Linked DNA regions of Rattus norvegicus: region 2 is linked to region 1. A link is a contact called in public Hi-C data. All regions are on one chromosome and are shown on one strand. The core of a region is the stretch at or near the end of the contact, and the rest is flanking DNA. Distances in the headings are between cores, read along the strand shown. Region 1 overlaps Col4a2 (collagen type IV alpha 2 chain). Region 2 overlaps Col4a1 (collagen type IV alpha 1 chain).

Region 1 (5,988 bases), core at 1,010-3,509:
GCAGTTTCCCTCCAAGAGGAGCAGGTGGCTTATAGCTTTCCTGCCAGGAAAGATGATGGGGTGCAAACATGACCAGATTAAACTGCATTAGGTCAGTTGCGTGGGAATTTACACGTTAAACAGTTTCATGGCAAATCTCCCAAAACGTACCCAATTTCTGAAAAGTTCCATTTTTTTTTTCATGTCTTTCTTAAAATTGGACGGTGTCGCCCAGGGGACATTACACGCCTTGGAGGAGGGAGGATTTCACAAGACTAGGCTCATCCCAGGTCTTTTTGGTCATTTGTGGGAAAACAACCAGTGGGGGAGTTCTGATTTGTAGAACTAAGGTCTAGGGTGAACCAAGCTTGGGGGCTAACTTAAACACCGAATAGGGTGAACCACAGTGCCTGGTCCTCATGTCTCCAAATCGGATGGCGTCAGTGTCTTTAGCCAGGTCTGAGGTTGTCCTATGACAAGTAACTCAAGTAGGTTTAAAAAAAAAACATACATTGTAGCCCAGGATGGCCTGGAACTGCTATGTAGCCAAGGATGACCCAACTCCTGAGAGGTAGGAGTGCTCTAAACACGTGGGTTAATCTAATTTTGCATCTGGGACTCAGGAGTCGTTGACCAGGGGAACTTTGACGGATCCTCAGTGCCCCTCATTCTTGTTTCTTAGCTTCCCTTTACAACTGTTCCCAGAATGCCAGGCGCCAGGCCGCTGCACCACCGTGCACGTGCTCTTAAAATTTCCTGCCAATTTAAAAAAAAAATCTTACAACTAAAATTTGGCAGGAGTTAGCAATTGACTTTTTTTTAAAAATAAATTCTTTCAACGAGGGGGGTATTTATTTCATGTAACTAAGGAAGAAAATAGTTTTGTAGGAATGTGACCCCAAGAAGGATGCTATTAAGAAACTATCCCATGCTAACTTGGTTGATGGCTTCCAACTTCTACCCTCTCTGGGCCAGCTATGTCGGCTGCACAGTCGATGGCGAACTCCTCCTTTCCATTGCTAAGCAATGGTGACTCCAAGCACCTCTCTCCTTTACGGATGCTATTTGAATTGGCAATGTGTTTCCCCACAGTAAACCCAGTCTCTCCCTCACAGCAGTCATGTAAGATGGCCAGGGGAATGAATCTCCAAGAAGGGACCAGGAAGAGGGAAACAGAGGGAAAAGAAGAGAAATCTGCTGCTGATTCAAGATTCTTTGTGTTCTAAAAACAACATCAAAGCCTCTGACTGGCTGGCTGTCCTGTCTGTCCTGTCTTAGTGATCTGGCGGCTGTCAGGCTTCCCAGGGTGGATGCTCTTCTCTTAGGTAGGATACAACTGCTCTTAAGCTGATAGCCTCTCTTCCCAACTCGTCAGAGAGCTGTGAAAGCTTCATTTTAGCGATCTCTCGCTGAACTCAAAGTCATGAAAGAAATTAAATTTGTGACTGTGAAAACACAGGCTGGAGGAATCTCATGCCCTCTGTCCTCCCACAGCCTCCAAATCCAGGATGGGTCTCACCCCAGCCCACTCCCTCCCTTCTCCACAAAGAACCAGTTATGCCCCAGAAAGCCAGCTCTTCCTCTCTCCCCTCACCTGAATCCCTCTGCTACATTTCGCTAAGCGGCAGTCCAAGTCTGGGCCAATACTTCTGGCTTCCAGTTTTGATTTACTCCCCAAATGTCTTGTCTGCCTTGCCAAGATTGTGAAGTATGTCACCTACACTGTTCTTAAAAAGTAAGAAAGAGCGTAAGGCTTCACCAATGGAAACTATGTATTCCTGCAGTCACTAAGTGGAAAGGAGAAAGAGAAACTTCTCTCTCTCTCTCTCTCTCTCTCTCTCTCTCTCTCTCTCTCTCTCTCTCTCTCTCTCTCCCTCTCTCTCTCCCCTTTCCCCCCACCCCCTCACTGAGCAAGCCCCACAAACAAAGAACCGGTCCCTGAGGACCCATTTGAATGAATGACAAATCTGGAACACAGAGGCACAGGGCTAGCTTAGGACACTGCGGGGGTGGTTTTTTGGTTCCGGGTCAGCACAGGCCACCTCTCTGTGGACCTGCCTGGCAGAGCACTGCTGGGAGCAGCATCCAAGACTCCTGTGACGCATCTCTGAGTGACTATCCTGGGAGCTTTATCTCCAGACAGACAACTGTGGGGGTGGACAGACAGGCGGCTCGGGGAACTTTTCCAAAAGCCCTCCGACTGTCCTGTGCTGCTAGCAGGGCTCCCTGCACACTTGGCAGACTTGCTCCAGCTGGAGCGGTCTTATGCCCAAGGATGGTAAGACTGTGGATAACTTGCATTAGTCATGTTGGTCAGCCTGCGGCTTGGAGAATTCAGGGGCTTGGCCTGAACTGCAGAGTCAAACCACAGGACATTCATACATTCGTGAGGCCGCTTTCCTGAAATCTGCCTGTGCAGGTTACAGATCTGTCCTTACCAAATGGCAAATGAGAGCCTGATGCCACTGTGCTGAGGATGTCATCTGCTGAGGACCGCCTGCCCCGCTCTCTTTGCGAGAAGTGGGGTGGAAGGGGAAGCTCCTATCACAACCTTGAATGGGTTTCTGATGGAATCCAATTGTGGGACATTCAGGACTTTACCTTCTGGGATTAATTGGCGGAATTTAGGGAAGGCATGGGAAGGGTTGAGCTCAGCTGGTACAGCGAGCGCCTCAAGTGCATGAAGTTCTGGGTTTGATCCCAGAGTTGAGGGCAGTGGTACACTCCTGTGAAAAGCATAAGGATGTATGTATGTATGTATGTATGTATGTATGTATGTATGTATGTAAATTAAAAATTTATGTAAAATGTAAAGATGTATGTAAATTAAAATTGAAAAGGGGGTGGAGGACTGTGATAGCCCCCTAAGGCAAAGGGCAGCTCTCTCTGCTTGGCCAGATTTTATCATGCCTGGGGCTCCTACCTCAGAGGAAGGGCAAGCCCCCAAATGAGTAGTTTGGGAGAAGCAGGGTGTGGGAGGAGCTGAAGGGTTTTCATCTCTAACCTGTGGTCTTCTAGACCATCTTGACCCTCTGACAGCAGGAGTAGAGTATCTTCCCAACCTCTAGGCTAGCTAGAGGATGGTGTCATAGCCTCATGGGACTGCAGACTGACGAAGGGGCAGAGGGTGAGGAGAGAGAGGCAGAGCCCCACAGACTGATGAGGCTCCCAAATGGTGGCATGTCCCTGGCTCGAAGCTCAAGAGTGTTTAATCAAGCAACCCCATGAAGCCTGGCAGTCTCCCATCATAGCCGAAGGAGAAGCAACTTGTCCCTACACAGAGGAAACTGGGTCTGCGGGGCTCCCTGAAGCTGTTCTGAGCCACTGTAGGGAGGAGAATGCTGGCCACACCTGACATCCCCTTAGCCACTGACTTTAGATCTCACTTTCTAGGAGACATGTGCTGGCCCTGTGGAGGGAACCAGGGCTTTCTGGCAAAGTGAGCTTGCAGGGCTCTCCAGCTCCCAGCTCATCGCTTACCCGCGCATTTCTAACAGGCTGCGGTGACTCCCCATGAGCCTTTAAACTTCATGGTTCCATTTTGACTGGCGTTTGAATGAGCTTTTAATTGACAACCAAATCCACATGAGAGAGTGGCAGCACCGGAGAGAAGGTGGGTGGCGGCTGGCCAGCAGGCCTGTGTGGCCATGAGCCACGGATGGGCCTAGGCTTCTGTGTTGGATGTTTTAGTGGGATCTCATCCTTCCTCAGTGATAGCTGGTGATGCCTCAGCCACAGGGAAGTTACCTCCTGATCGTGCTAAGGCCTGGTGGGAAGCAGGCAGCAACAGGAAGCTGGATATCGGCTAACAACTGGACGGGGGGCTGGGACGCCTCAGATTGCTCTATGGCTGGGGGTGTAGAGTCTGTGTTTATGTACAGGGGCATATGTTTAGTGTACAGGAAGCCCTGTGTCTACTCTTAAGCACAGAGAAGCCAGGAACTTCTAGTTCCTTGGAACCTTTGTCTCAACAGCCTGGTGACCAAAGAGAGGGGCACAATGTCTCCTTAGCGTATCTTCCTTCAGGAAGTTCCTGCCCTGGTGTTCATATTCCTGCATGCTTAGCTTCCTGGTGCTTTTGGTGCCGTCAGGGACCAGTTGGACATCAGCGCCTTCATGGAACCAGCTCTGGAGAGGAGCAGCCAACAGCAGCCCATGGTCAGGCAAGAGCACAGTCTTTTCTTTAGAATGGGAGCTTCCTCTGACCTGTCTCAAATGGCAGCAGAAAATACAAATGAATCCTGAGGACCCAAAACCTAATACTAAAAACCTCACTCCCTCACGACTCCAATATGCTTCAATAGCATAGCCGTTTCGTCCTACACAGGCTCACATCCTACGGTATGAGCTCACAGAGAAGTCATCCTGACGTCGTAGCTTCGACCCTGCAGCGTCCACCGTCGTTTCTTATCCCTAGGCAGGGGAGCAGCTCGCTTCATATTCTGAATTCATTTCCCGCTTTGGTCAGCTTCAAAGCGCGCTTACCAGAAAACTGCGAAGACTCAGATTTGCCTCACAACAGAAAGCCTCCAGCAACTTCGACCATTTTGTCTCCGGCCTTTCCTGAGTGTGGATGGCTCTAGGCAATCTCCTCCATCCTCAGAAAGGTTATCCAGGGCAACGTCCCCGCAGGGAACAACAGCAGCCCCCGGTTCCTTACTCATTCAGCTGATGTCCGGTATCTGATGGTAGGCTTCCTTCTCTATCCTAATCTATGCGTTCCAGTAAATCTTTCCCTTGTAATTCTCCTCACAGCCAGGTCAGAGACCAACATGGTCACCTGCTACGACCTCTTCCTGGACTTATGGATAAACCTCAGGGTCTGTATTTCAGTTTCTGGGGATGAAAATCGTCCTCCACATCTTTATGCAAAGTCTAATTGTCAGTTAAAGGAGGAAGAGGATATGGGGGGCTCCCACAGAACAGCAAATGCTTCCAGGGCAGGAAATGTCTGATAATTATTCCTGCCACAATTAGATAAGGGGTGGGAAGGAGAGAGAGGAAGTGGAGGGGATTCTCAGGCATCCCTTGAGGAAACAGGAACGAGACTGGCCTCTCGCTAATATGGGCTTCTTTCTACTGGGGAAGGGGCGGCATCTGCGGGTGGAAAATTCCCAGGGATTGTTAAGAGCAAGTCAAGCAGAACTAGCTGGGGAGCATCCTGCAGACTCACAGCTCTGGCTGTGCCCACTTTCCCTCCACTCCACCCCAATTCACCCCTTTCCTTCTGTATTCTTGACAGCAGCGGTTCTCAACCCTCCCAAAGCTGCCGCCCTCTAATGTGGTTCCTATATAGTGGTGACCCCCCAACCATAACGATTGTAGTTTTGCTACTGCTATGAATCATAATGTAAATTTTTTGGAGATAAAGGCTTGCCACAGGTTGAGGAGTGTTGCTACAAAGGGTAACTGGCCTGGCTGGCTCACTTCTCTTTCCCTCTTCAGATGAACAGCCTGTAGCCGCCAGCTTCCAGCGACATTCTTTGAACTCCCTGTAAGTCTTTGGACTATGCCTCAAGCCCCACATGGGGGCTCCTGACCACAATTATTGGTTTGTTTGTTTTCTTGTGGATTTTTTTTCCCCCTCGCTGATCAATTCGGGCTGTCAGGATTTCAACTCCTTCTTTTAGAATCTTAAGTCTGAAGTTTGTCATCTGCACCATTTATCGTTGAAAATCTTAAGTCACTGTGAGAAGAAACGGGATGTATGTATCAGACAGACAGACAGACAGACACAGAGAGAGAGGAGAGAAAGAGAGAAAAGAGAGAAGAAAAGAGAGAGGAGAGAGGAGAGAAGAAAGAGGAGAGAGGAGAGAGAGAGAGAGAGAGAGAGAGAGAGAGAGAGAGAGAGAGAGAGAGAGAGATCCAGAACAGAAGTCTACAAACTGCTCAAGTTTTATAGGCATCTAAGGAGAACTAAGATAATCAAATATCTAATGAGGTTAAGATATCATGTTTAAGAGGTTGGTTTTGTTTGTTTGTTTGTTTGTTTGTTTGTTTTTTGTGATC
Region 2 (5,988 bases), core at 1,545-4,044, 120 kb after region 1:
CAAGTTCTGCCCAGGCCACCCCACCCCCCCTTCCTTGCCAGCAGCCCTTAGTCAGGTCTCGCCACAGGGTGTTCTGTATGAAATGTTACTGCGTTTCTGAGAACGCAGGGCTCTGTTGGGTCTGGCTGCAGCTCTCTGGGCCATGCATGTTTGTCTGGAGGCTCTGGGGATGCTCTCTTCCGTTCGGTGGGTGATATGGGCCAACACACTCGTCCTTTTCCATGTCTATCTGGTGTCTTGTCATGCCAAGATTTTTTCCAGATGTTCCAATTTCCCATTTCCTCACAGTGCGCATGAATCATCCCCTGGCTCCCCAGTCGTGAGAATCGACTTGGATTCTCACAGTCACCTACTTTTGTCTTTTTTTTTTTTAATTTTTTTTGGATAGAATTTTTAAGAGGATTTTTTTTTTTATAAGAATCGTCAGAATCCCGGGACATGTTCATAGTCTGCCACGGGGAAGCCACTAAGAGGGATCCATGACCACGTGGGCGTGTCTTGGTCTGCACGCTGTGTCCTGCTATGTCTCCCTGGTGTATCAGTACCCTTTAAGGGACCTGGAGCTGCCTCTGCCACAGCTCACATTCACCTGCCTGGATCCCAACATTAACTCCACGTGCCCCTTGGCTGTGTGCTTCCGAAGCCGGTAGACTCCGGGGTAACTCCCCACCGCTCTCCGCTTGCAGCTGTTTGGAATGTAGTTCCTCTAGCACAGCTTGGAACATAGGAAATGGGTTTGGTTCCCATGTTCAGAAACAACAGTAGGGAATTTAGTGCCTTGAAATCAGGTCCAGGGGTTGGCTCACGGCTCTGGCTAAGAAGTCCGTGGCCCTGGGTATGATACATAGTCCTAGATCTGGAACGTTCAGCTTTAATTGGAAGTGGATTTTCCTGGAAGATTGGCCATAGAATTCAGCCAGTCCACAGTAGGGTCCCATCCTGCGGCTTTGTCAGCCTGGCATTGAGTCTGCACTTGCATCGGTGAGGCAGGCATCGGCAGTTCTTGTCTTCTTTCTATGAGACTACATACACTGCATCCGTGAGGCAGGCATCGGCAGTTCTTGTCTTCTTTCTATGAGACTACATACACTGCATCCGTGAGGCAGGCATCGGCAGTTCTTGTCTTCATTCTACATGGCCAGCATTACAGTATTTTCTTCTTGTAGCAGTGAACTCAATGTGACATTGGCTGGCAGGAGAAGAACTTTTGAAGGGGACAAAAGGAGGTCGTGTGTTTTAATCAGAGATCAAAGACTTACCGTAAGCCCTGACAAGTGAGACCTTTGCCTCTGGATTCCGCAGTTGTCAGGAGTACACAGCATACACTTCCAGGCAGCAGTCAGGCTGATAATGAAGATGGAGGGTGGGCATCGGGGGGCTACACCCTCAGATGACATTAACAGAGCCCTGGGTCCTTCCTTGTGAAGTGATTGGAGCATGGTGGGCAGGCAGTTAAACAAAGGGAGAATTAGAGTTAACGAGCGTTCCAGACAGCTTTGGGGAAGTGTCCCCTCTTTGTTGTAGTTTTCCCATTTGGCAAACCCATTATGAGGTCAAAGGTACAGCTCAGCTCCGTGTCTGCCTATAGTTTAGCATACCTCCTGGCTAATTAGACAGTTTCCATAATGGTAATATGCCATGCTTCTCTACCTTCCTAGCCCTTCCTAGCGCTGTGACCCTTTAATGCAGTTTCTTGTGTGGTGGTGACCCCCAACCATACATCATCCCATTGATACTTATAGCTGCAATTATGCTATGTTATGAATCATAATATAAATATCTGATATGCCACCCCTGTGAAAGGGTCATCGGACTAACTGGTCATGACCCGCAGGTTGAGAACCATCACTTGGCTTCATGTTAAATCCACTCAGTTTCTTCCCGTGGGGTTCTGGTGAGAGAAGGTGGTGCTTGAGGGGTGATCTCTAAGGCACTGCGATGAAACCACTGGGGCATTGGGTCCCTTGGTGGGGTCCCCTGTTCATCCTGCCCATAGACCCATCTGCTAATAGAGGAAGGGTACTTTCAGACGTGGCTGCTAGCTGGGACTCTCCCAGGTACTTCCTGGGATCGCAAAGGCTTGTCCAGTGTCCTGCTGAAGCATTTCACATCTAGAGGTCAGCTTGTGGCTCTGGGTGAGAGGTTCATGGCTCTTTAGGTGGCTGTGAATTCCAGGGTCTAAATTACCCAGCTCCAGGTTTAGTTTGGGGAAGGTTTCCTCTGGAAATTCGACAAAGAGATTACATGGCCACAGGAAACCCCCTGAGCTAGAAGGTTTCTAAGCACTTCAGCGCTCTGTCCCTCTCCCCTGTGTGGAGTTTCTGTGCTCCCAAGGCACTGGAAGGCTTTGGTAGTGGTTAGTCAGGCAGGCAGCCCTTACCACGTAAGCACAGTGGGTCCTCGGAGCAGCAATGTGGCAACAGTACAGAGATGCCGCACGCTGAGCACTGGGTGACCCTGAGCAGCAGCACGCTGGGCTGCAGTTGAGTGGCCTCTGAACTTTCCTCCCTTAAGGCACCCCAAGTTTACCCTCAATGGACAAGGGTACATTTTCGTTATGGGAGTTTGTTCGAAAGCTTGCTGTGGTACTCTGATCTAATCAGATGCTCATTTTTATGGGGGAAAAGAAGGGCCCCAAAGACTCTTATCCCTGACTGTGTTCTTACCCAGAATGCCAGATATTTTCTCCAGAACCCTTCCTGCCGGCCTGAGGAATCTTATAAACAATCGTGATTCATCCCTGTGGGTGATTCGGGTGTGCTCCCTCTCCACTCTGCCTCCCGCTGATAAGGGTTTGGAGCCCCAGGGGCTTGGTGCCTTGCTCAGAGGTCCTTGGTGGAGAGGGCCACACTGTCCATTCCTGGACCACACACAATGTTGGGAACAGACTAGTGTAGACTGTGTCCCCTCAGCCTGGTTCTGCAAGGGCACCTTCCTTCCGGCCTCCCTCCTCCCAGCCTCCTTTCTCCCAGCCTCCTTCCTGGCCTCCTTCTTCCTGGCCTCCCCATCCTGCCTTAGAAAGGGGCTACTCATTTTTCCCAGAGACAATGAGGGGCAGTTAATTGAGCATCTTGCCTCTCAGGGCAGAAGCAAAATACAGTTGAGGGGACTTGCAGCTGAGCTAATCGTAACATTGTAACCTCTGATTGAGGTTAAAGTAACATTTTTTTCTTTTTCATGGGTTGTCAATTGCTTGTCTCTATTGAGGAGCAACCATCCTGATGATTCCAAAGCCTGATGATAACAGCTGGGCCTGAGGTGAGGTTGAGCCAAGGCTTGGTTTCTGGGCCCCAGAGCATCTCTTTGCCTCTCTTTATGGAATTCTCTCACGTTCCTCCCTGAGTTACTAGTCCCTTCTCAGTGTTCTCTCCCCACGTTGTCTGCTCACAGCTCAGTCTTACCTGATCTAGGGTGAGCTCCAGACCCGTGAGGCAGAGATACAAATTGATTCTGGGATGTGCATATCAGAAAAGGGGGCCAGGGACTTGGATATTTTACATACAGCATCAGGATGGTTTTCTTTGTCTTATTCCAGTTAAGATACTGTTGTAACAAAACACCCCAGATTAAGTGACTTCCTGGAGGCAGGAAGTCTGACTTCATGAACTCCTTGTCTGATTGTAGCCCACTTCCTTCACAGACAGGTGTTCCCTTGGTGTCCTCAGGCTGGGAGAGACCATGAGCTCCCTAGGTTCTGCTGACTCCTTCTTGACCACATCACCTTCCAATGTTTGCCCTTCCCCTTCTTCATACCACCACCTGGGGACTAGCGCTCAACACGTGAGTCCTGGGTTCAGATGTGAAGTTCACCTGGAGAGGAGGACACGCCTGTCCTTACTGCACCTGTCCCCTCAGGTGGACAGCGCAGGGCAGCTGTTCATGCAGCTGTTTCTGTGGTCCTCTCTGTCTGATACATTCCTTCGAGGCGATGCTTGCAGGAGAGACGTCTGACGTTGTGTCTTCCGGCAGTGTCAAAGACTCCGACCTGCTGGTGTTTTATCGGCAGGAGCTGGAATGTGGTGGCTTGCAGGACGCTGAGCTGATTTGAGGTCAGCCGTGATGGTGACATTTTTAAGTAGACATTTCCTCGGGGTCAAATGCTTTTCCAGTGATTGTGTTCTGGGAAAAGAGCCCCGTGATTCAGCAGAATTTAGCAGAGCACCTCCATTCCTCATTTCTCTAGCAAGCGCTGAAGTGAAACATCTGAGACGCTGGTGCCCATGGGTTTTTCTCCTCTCTGGCTCATGTGATGCCTGACAGGAGAGCTGTCCTGTTTTCTATTTCCCAATCTGCTTAGGTCTCCATGTTTTATCTCCCAAATATTTTTCCTTGGACATGGGAAGTGGCTGCTATGATTAAAAGGAACTATTTAAATCTAGCCTGACTTCCTCTAATGGCTTTTCTGATTGTCAGAGGGATCTTTGATTTTACTGTTAGATAAGGACCAGGAACTGAAGAGGAGGGTGTGGGTTCTAGCTCACGGACCCAAGACTGAGCATAACTACTTCCTTTCTGTGGATTCTGTGGATGCATGTTCTCTGCCCAGTGTGTATCTTTCACTTGTTTATCCCAGCCTGGGACTGTGCTCTTGCCTTCTCTAGGACACAACTGTCTCAATGGCCCAGATAGAGAAAGGGTGGGGGAGACACACAGACAGATGACAGACAGACAGATAGATAGAGATAGGTAGGTAGATAGACAGACAGACAGACAGATAAATATACAGAGATAGGTAGATAGACAGACAGACAGGTAGATAAATATACAGAGATAGGTAGATAGACAGACAGACAGACAGATAGATAAATAGGCAGATAGATAGACAGATAGATGGACAAACAGACAGGCAGACAGGCAGGCAGGTAGGTAGATTTTGAGAGATAGAGATAGATATAGAGATAGACATAGAAAGATAGACAGACTAGAGACAGACAGACAGACAGACAGACAGACAGACAGAGTTAGCCAGTGCTGGTGCCTAGACAGGACCCAGCCTTCTAGACAGTGTGTATCTCAGACCGTATTGTGCATATCTTCCATTGTTTCAAGCAACGTGAGCACCCAGTGCAGGTTAAATTGGGCTGACTAAGGGCATTTGTTTGTACAGGGACAGGGACACTTTGTACTCTGTCCAGCGTTTTGCTCCTGAAGTTATTACAGCGAGGCTCTTCTTCACATAATTTATAAAGTAGCCATTGGAAGACAGGGTGGGCCAGTTCTTCCATTCTCTAGGCCCGGCTGTAGCTGTGGGATCTCTAAGGACCCCGTGGAGGAGGGACAGGCCTCTGTTGGCCTGGAATTCTGTGTGTGAGCTCAGGATTTCCAGAGTGAACAGCTGTATACCTGGGAGACACGGGGAGTCCTTTGCGTGCTTGGCCTATGAGTCTCCTCAGCTTCATCATTTCTTTCAGACCTCGGAGCCTTGGAGTGGGCACTGTGCTGGCAAGCCTCAGTGCCAGCTTCTGTCCCTTCCCTCGCCGTCTCTCACACAGCTGTACTTGGTCATCTGCCCTCTAATCTCTTGCTGTTGTTGTTATTGTTAAAATAGCAAATTACATGGGAGAATGTTGTGTTTTTACACTGTACCTCCTATACTCTGTTTCGTGGGAAAGTTGCTGCCTTGTAATTAGCAAACTGTAATGAAATTTGTCTCCACTTCTTGGTTCTGAGCCAAGGAACTTATCATTTTAATCTATATCAGTATTAAGCAATTAAGAGCATAAAAGCAGGAAATGATACTATAAATTCAGCATGATTTTACAAACCTCTATAAAATAGGCCCCAGTAATGGCATAAAGAGTAAATCTAAGTTATTATTATGAAGATGGTTTGAATAATTGGATTGCAGCCTGGCTTCAAGAATGCCTCACTTCAGCTTCTAAAAACATGTGTGTCCGGTTTGAGCTGCACCGAAACGGCCAGCTGAGGAAAACCGTTCAGACACCGAGGCCCTTCCTGGCGCAGCCATTTTCTGATGCGTTCTGCCAT

Evidence for each region. Hi-C and Micro-C count contacts between places; a contact is called where the count stands out from the background.
Region 2: a Hi-C map of the A7r5 cell line shows a contact between it and region 1, with 3 times the contacts expected there. The contact joins two enhancer-like sites. A contact is called at or near these places in 12 of 12 Hi-C or Micro-C datasets (the A7r5 cell line, the Rat2 cell line, Schwann cells and 7 more) and 1 of 1 datasets of contacts at active chromatin or transcription factors (oligodendrocytes).

The regions. Positions count from the first base shown.
Region 1 is chr16:84,817,397-84,823,384 of GRCr8, forward strand. All of the region lies in intron 4 of Col4a2 (collagen type IV alpha 2 chain), which reads right to left. Among named protein-coding and RNA genes, the nearest start is that of Col4a2, 65 kb to the right of the region's middle. Within about 2 kb of position 2,260, at least 17 of the 93 cell types and tissues checked have an H3K27ac peak or open chromatin away from gene starts, as enhancers often do. A contact at or near this core is called in the A7r5 cell line, where this site is marked.
Region 2 is chr16:84,932,642-84,938,629 of GRCr8, forward strand. The region is part of intron 2 of Col4a1 (collagen type IV alpha 1 chain); the gene reads left to right. Among named protein-coding and RNA genes, the nearest start is that of Col4a1, 50 kb to the left of the region's middle. Within about 2 kb of position 2,795, at least 10 of the 93 cell types and tissues checked have an H3K27ac peak or open chromatin away from gene starts, as enhancers often do. A contact at or near this core is called in the A7r5 cell line, where this site is marked.